Regions from separate parts of the Bombyx mori genome. Here region 1 is linked to region 2. The links are chromatin contacts, called in public Hi-C maps. All regions are on one chromosome and are shown on one strand. The core of a region is the stretch at or near the end of the contact, and the rest is flanking DNA. Distances in the headings are between cores, read along the strand shown. Region 1 holds the start of LOC101738933 (forkhead box protein J2). Region 2 overlaps LOC101741996 (unconventional myosin ID).

Region 1 (3,287 bases), core at 184-2,683, 48 kb before region 2:
AAGAAATTCAGATGAATATACTTAAATTTGGTTTTAATTGAATCTTTTGTGTACCTTCAATTAGTAATCATATCAGAAAATTATTTTAATAGAGTGGATTTGCAGAACACAATAATAATATGTATGCTGCTTGTATACCTTTGATAAGCAATTAGACAATTCTTAGTATTCTTAAATGTGACCACTTATCTATAAATATTAATATTTTTAAATTTCCTCTCGGAATTAAATAATGTTCATTTAATTCTCTATAGCATGACAATTTACTTGTATAGTTTAGTATCTCTAATAAGTACAATCTAATATGGTCGTCAGATTTGAAATAAGGTAAGGAAAATGTGTCCATGGTTTTATTGCAAGATTGATTTAGTTAGAATTAATGTTTGTAAATGTACACAAAAAAAAATAATTTTTGTTCTACGCTAGTGTTGTTCAGAGCACTAATGACGAGGCAGCCAACAGAAGGGCCATCGAAATCAAGGCAGTTCCAAGGATATGGGGCCTGAGCTGCCAACCTGAGCAAAGACTTGTTCAGGCTGATATATTTTTTATTCAACTATACTATATTATATAAAATAAGTTATTATTTTACATCATAGCTACACATTTTCGTTAGTAAAAATAAACAAAATGGCTAAAACGTGACTAATTAGCTAATGAACATTGTTTTAAGACTTTTAGGTACTATGGCTTTGGGTTATAGTTCTCTTACAGATAAAAAAAACAGTATGAGGCCTTGCCACAAAAATAAAATCTTTTGTTTATTCTTATTAAGATTTATTTTTGCACGAAAGGCTTAGTCAACGAAAATAATATATTTAGAAAAAAAAAAAAACAATAGAATACAGTTACGGAGGACAGTGGATTAAACTCAAGCAACACGAATTGATATAAATTTGCTACCTGTAGGCTGGTTTCGCATGTTTAATTTTGTTAGTGTTCTCCTTCTGTTCGTCCTTGTTGTTGTTTTCCTGTTGCAAAGCGAGTGGCTGCACATCCTCGTAAAGGAAGCGCGGTATCGGTCCGAGGGGGCTGTGGCGAGGAGTTCCAGGACTGTACGCGGGCAGCCACTCCACTCCCGGCGACTCGCTCATTGTCCCATAAATATAACTAATCTTACACCTCACATTCGATTAATTATCACGTCTATCGGCTCACAAAGCCCTCAGGATCGTATCCTCGTTGCTTTTCACGGAGACTTTTATTGTAGTACATGAAGAGTCCTTGAAATTACGACCTATCTAAATTTACTAACACATCACTCTTGTACGACCAATATATTAAACAAAATAAAATTAAGAAGTAAATAGGAACATTTACTAATTATATAATATAAAATAATAAAAATACACAAAGAAAATTAACAATTATAGTGATAATCAAAATTATTATGACATTTGAAGCACCTACAACAAGGAAAATGGCGGTGATCTAAACCGCTCCGATTTACGTTCGAAAAACTTGTATAGTCATCTCAGTTTAAAAACAAATTATAATACCATTTTTTTTAATAATTTTCAGAAGCAATACCTGCGACCTAAGAATTATTGAAATAATAGTTATCTTATTCAATTAGTAAACTAGTTCCTGATATGTATTTATGGGTTTGGATAAAAACAATTGATAAACAGTAAAAAAATTAGGACTTAATTAAGATTTCTGTTGTAGGTTTCAGTTAAATTGATGATATCGAAGACGAAAACATTTTTAAAAGTGTCACTTTAAGTGTATTTACACACGTATGTACACTTTAAGTGTATTCTGTTGCATACAATTTACAACGTGTAAAAAACTATAAGTGGTTGGGGAAATTTTAGAAACGAATATAGCAACATTTTCGATATTTATCAATTGTCAGGTCTTTTTGGCGGGAACGCGAGGAATGAAGTTGTGTGATTTGTTTTATTTTGTCTATTTAGTGTTTCTTCGGGTTTAAATGTGTAATAATGGTGGTTTATTAACTGTTTAATATCTGTGAAAGTGCACAAATGTGGGAAAATGAAACAAAGCCCCTGGACGTAACTTCTCGGGATCCTCCAAAAAGTCCACTGAAAAAATCTTAGTAAATGACCATTTTACTGAGATTATATTTCATCCCATATCATCTCAATTCATTTCATTTAATTTCATTCCAGTTGATTAGTGTCTCAAATTAATCATCTTCATTTCATTTCACCCTATAATATCATATTTCATAAAAATAGGAATAATATAAATTAAAATAAGACATGACTTAAAGAACTCAGTTACCAGGTCATAAAATTTATTAAAAAAAATTGTCAATTGTCAGTTTCAGATTTGAATTTTTTAACGTCAGTTGAAATGAAATGTTCGGTGTGGTATGTCGTTTTATTTGTGATTTTAATTTTAACGGATTGTTGACATTCTTGTCAGTACATTGTAATCGCATAAATTATAATTTACAAACTGTGTGTGAACAATTCCTACCTACCTATTATTGAAATTGTTCTTTGTATATTGTGACAATGGCGACACAACCAGAAGTCGGCGTGTCCGACTTTGTGCTCTTGGACAACTTGACTACAGAGACATTTATTGAAAATTTGCATTTGAGGTGAGTCTTTACCCTTTCGTATCGAAACTAAATTAATGAAAGAAGTCCTTAAAAAATTACAATGTTATGTATGAGAGCAAGTTGTGTTATACAGTTACAGCAAAAAGTTTGTTAACTTTTATTTCATTTGGTTCATATTTCTTCAGCTTAAATGTTTTTTTTTTTTAATAGTATATTTTAATTTTACTTCGGAACTGCGAAATTTTACTTCTCCATATTACTTCGAAAGTGTAATAAAATGTATGAAATTGTTTTTACACGCTTTTTTTAATGCTAATCCATTTATATTAAATAAAGCTCTATTTAAAGTTTTAAATATAAAATAAAATAAATGTAGTGTTTAATTCATCTAAAATTTGTAAATTGATTTTAAAAAAGTTAGTTGGTAATGTCAAAGTCTGTAGCTGTGAAACATGGAACAGGACATAAATTTCATAATATACTTAACATTTTTATTTTGGTCCCAAATGTAAAAGGATGATGTTATTTAAATACCAAAATAAAATAAAAACTGTTAATCCCAAGAAGGCCTTTCGGATGTAATAATTGTATTCTTTGCAGAGCAAATTTAAAATCATTGGACAGGTTCATGTGGATTAAAAATACAATTTCAAATGATTGATCAAAGATAGGTTTATAACAAAATTGTCCTATACTTAAGCACCTGTTTAGATAAAATGTTGTAAAAATATAATGTAATTGTAATGTTGTA
Region 2 (3,423 bases), core at 832-3,331:
GGCATGTAGAGGGACTATTTCGCTATCTCTTTATCGCACAACCCTATTTGTAATAGTTGTGACGTTATAAACCATTATGTACGTCCAATTAAGTTTTTTTAGGCTTAAAATCATTTTAAGTTAGTTATTTTTGAATTGCTAGAATTAAAAGTTAAAATCAATGTTTTTTATTTAGTATATAAATATGGACTGGTAGCTACCCCTGGGTCCAAACCCGCGTGTGATGTAGTGTTGCGCGTGCAGGGCGAGGTGACGTTCGAGGGCGGGGAGGGCGGGGAGGAGGGCGGCGCCGTGGCGGCGGGCGCGGTGGCGGGCGCGGTGCGTGCGCTGGGCGTGGCGGAGGCGGGGCTGCGCGCCGTGCTGGGGCGCCGCGTGCTGGCCGCCGGGCACGACCTGGTCACCAAGCAGCACTCGCTCGTGGACGCGCACTACACCAGGCTGGCGCTGGCCAAGGCGGCCTACGACAGACTCTTCACCTGGATCGTGCAACAGGTATCCGCTTCCCGTACAACTCCCCACTGTCAACACACTTAGACCAACTATTTCTAAACATACCATAGTGCTGATAGAATATTTTTATGTCACGGTAAATTTATTCATAAAAAACGGTGCGAGTGCAACTTGGTGCACGTAGAAGAAGTGGATCTTCTGTTGCGGTGTATTATAGTATTGTGGTTTTCGTCATTTTTCATCCTTAAATCAAATTTCTCTTGTAATAAGGAATGCAGTGTATAAGAGAAACGACCTAGCTCGCTTTGTCCTCTCCTCTGTCTATTTTCTTTCTCACTATCGCTTGTCCTAATTTGTATCTTTTCTCTTTAACCGTAACAAATCTGTCGTGAGTTAAATTTTACTTTCAACGTCCCTAAAAAAGTTTAACTTCAAATACTTGTATCGTTTTTTTTTATACCTTAGCTGATGGTCTTGAGAGACCATATCAGCGTAACCGGACGAAGCATTGTATCTTTGTATTCTCATGAGACGAATGTGGTTACGGGATGGACCGTAACGTGTTACATTTAAAAGTGAATCAAATGTATAAGGCTGCATGTACCGTTTGCAGATAAACAAAGCCATCGACGTCCCGGCCGGCACGTACAAGAACACCCTCATCGGCGTGCTCGACATCTACGGGTTCGAGATCTTCGAGACCAACAGCTTCGAGCAGTTCTGCATCAACTACTGCAACGAGAAGTTGCAGCAGCTCTTCATCGGTAACTGTCGACCCCCCCGCTGCAGACCCTCCCGGCCTTAGGTCGTTGCCCTCTATAAATAAACTTTTGATTATGGCGCTTGGATTGTGCTATCTATCATAATGGAATGCGTATTAAAAATCCTGGTAATCAATGAGGAGTTCCCTTGGAGTCTGTACCAATATGTGTGCGCCTCAATCATGTCATAAAGTTGGCTTTCGTAATGAAAGGTATTCTCTGTGCTGTTGATCTTTATAGTAGGGTCTGTCCTGGGTGTCGCTTCAGTTCGTGCTCACCATGGACATGCATCGTCATACTAACTAAACCACCACGTGGAGATCCAACTACGCGCTATAAAAGGAAGTGGCTCTGATTTAATTTGCCAAACTCGACACAAATATGATTAATAAATTCAAATTCGACTCGATAACGCCCCCTAACGTCTGCTAAGGCCTCTGCACAATGTAATTTCAGAGCTGGTGCTGAAACAAGAGCAAGAGGAGTACGCGCGCGAGGGCATACAGTGGACGCCGGTGCAGTACTTCAACAACAGGATCATCTGCGAGCTCATCGACGCGCCCCATCACGGCGTCATCGCCATCATGGACGAGGCCTGCCTCAACCCCACACAGGTCACTACAGCACGTGAGCGCAGTAGGGCCGCTGCTCGCCGACAATGTCTGACGACACTGTTTCCGACATTGCCTGCCGAGACTGTCCGAACGACACCATCCGCACACACTGACATCCGACACTGTTCCCCGACAATGACATATGACACTGACCGCCGAAACTCCTCCCCGACACGGCCCGTATACACTGACCGCCGACACTGCTCGTGGACACTGTCCGGATGACACTATCTGCTTACACTGAATTGCGACACTGTTTGCCGATACTCATCGACGATACGGTTCGTACACACTGACATCGAGCACTGTTCGCCAACACTCTGGACGACACTAAATGCACACGCCGACACGCGATACTGTTCGCCGATACGGTCTATACACACTGACACCAGACACCTTACGTCGTCATTGTCCGAACGAGACTACACGCACACACTGACATGCGACACTGTTCGCCGACACGGTCCGTATACAATAACATCCGGCACTTTTCGCTGACACGTGAAGTCGTCGTGGCCTAACGGATAAGACGTCCGGTGCATTCGTGTTGAGCGACGCACCGGTGTTCGAATCCCGCAGGCGGGTACCAATTTTGGTAATGAAATACGTACTCAACAAATGTTCACGATTGATTTCCACGGTGAAGGAATAACATCGTGTAATAAAAATGAAACCCGCAAAATTATAATTTGCGTAATTACTGGTGGTAGGACCTCTTGTGAGTCCGCACGGGTAGGTACCACCGGCCTGCCTATTTCTGCCGTGAAGCAGTAATGCGTTTCGGTTTGAAGGGTGGGGCAGCCGTTGTAACTATAATTGAGACCTTAGAACTTATATCTCAAGGTGGGTTGCGCATTTACGTTGTAGATGTCTATGGGCTCCAGTAACCACTTAACACCAGGTGGGCTGTGAGCTCGTCCACTCATCTAAGCAATAAAAAAAAAAAAAAAAACGGTCCTCTAACGTGGTCTGTTCGCACCAGATCACGGACCAGCAGCTGCTGGAGGCGATGGACAAGCGGCTGACCGGCCACCGCCACTACACGTCTCGGCAGCTGGCGCCGACTGACAAGAAACTCAAGCACGGAGTCGACTTCAGGATAACGTGAGTCTTATGTTTGTAGGTATAGAGTGCATTTTAGTGTGGACCCCAACTGATTACTAAACTGATCTTTATTCCATTATAATTTTCTGAGAATTATAATTTTCGGTTTATAATTCTCGACCCCCACCGCGTGCCGTGTTGCAGGCACTACGCCGGCGACGTGACGTACGCCATCACCGGCTTCATGGACAAGAACAAGGACTCGCTGTGGCAGGACCTCAAGAGGCTGCTGCACTCCTCCAGCAACGCCTCGCTGGCCGCCATGTGGCCCGAGGGCGCCGCCGACATACAGAAGGTACCCCCGCCCCGCGCCTGTGACAACAGGAATATGTGTTCTGGAGCCTCAGCCGGGGATGAGCAACGTTCAACCTGTTTATTATAGTCCAGACGAGCGATCAAGCCCTTGACCTAACTCTGTGGACACTGGAGCCCACAGACATCTCGCTGTGAACGCCGCCGTCTGGGGACGTGAGGTCGATGTCTCAATCGCGCTG

The links. Hi-C and Micro-C count contacts between places; a contact is called where the count stands out from the background.
Region 1: a Hi-C map of midgut shows a contact between it and region 2, with 2.9 times the contacts expected there. The contact joins the promoter of LOC101738933 here to the enhancer-like site in region 2. A contact is called at or near these places in 2 of 7 Hi-C or Micro-C datasets (midgut and whole pupa).

What each region holds. Positions count from the first base shown.
Region 1 is chr8:1,292,530-1,295,816 of ASM3026992v2, reverse strand. It overlaps LOC101738933 (forkhead box protein J2), which reads right to left and starts at 1,433. Exons shown (of 6, transcript XM_004925344.5): 1 at 904-1,433. The coding sequence starts at 1,094. It overlaps LOC101741996 (unconventional myosin ID), which reads left to right and starts at 2,307. Exons shown (of 17, transcript XM_038012323.2): 1 at 2,307-2,575. The coding sequence starts at 2,487.
Region 2 is chr8:1,244,544-1,247,966 of ASM3026992v2, reverse strand. LOC101741996 (unconventional myosin ID) reads left to right here. Exons shown (of 17, transcript XM_038012323.2): 6 at 244-492; 7 at 1,064-1,214; 8 at 1,668-1,825; 9 at 2,808-2,929; 10 at 3,074-3,224. Among protein-coding and RNA genes, the nearest start is that of LOC105841516, 23 kb to the right of the region's middle. Within about 2 kb of position 2,081, at least 5 of the 8 cell types and tissues checked have open chromatin away from gene starts, as enhancers often do.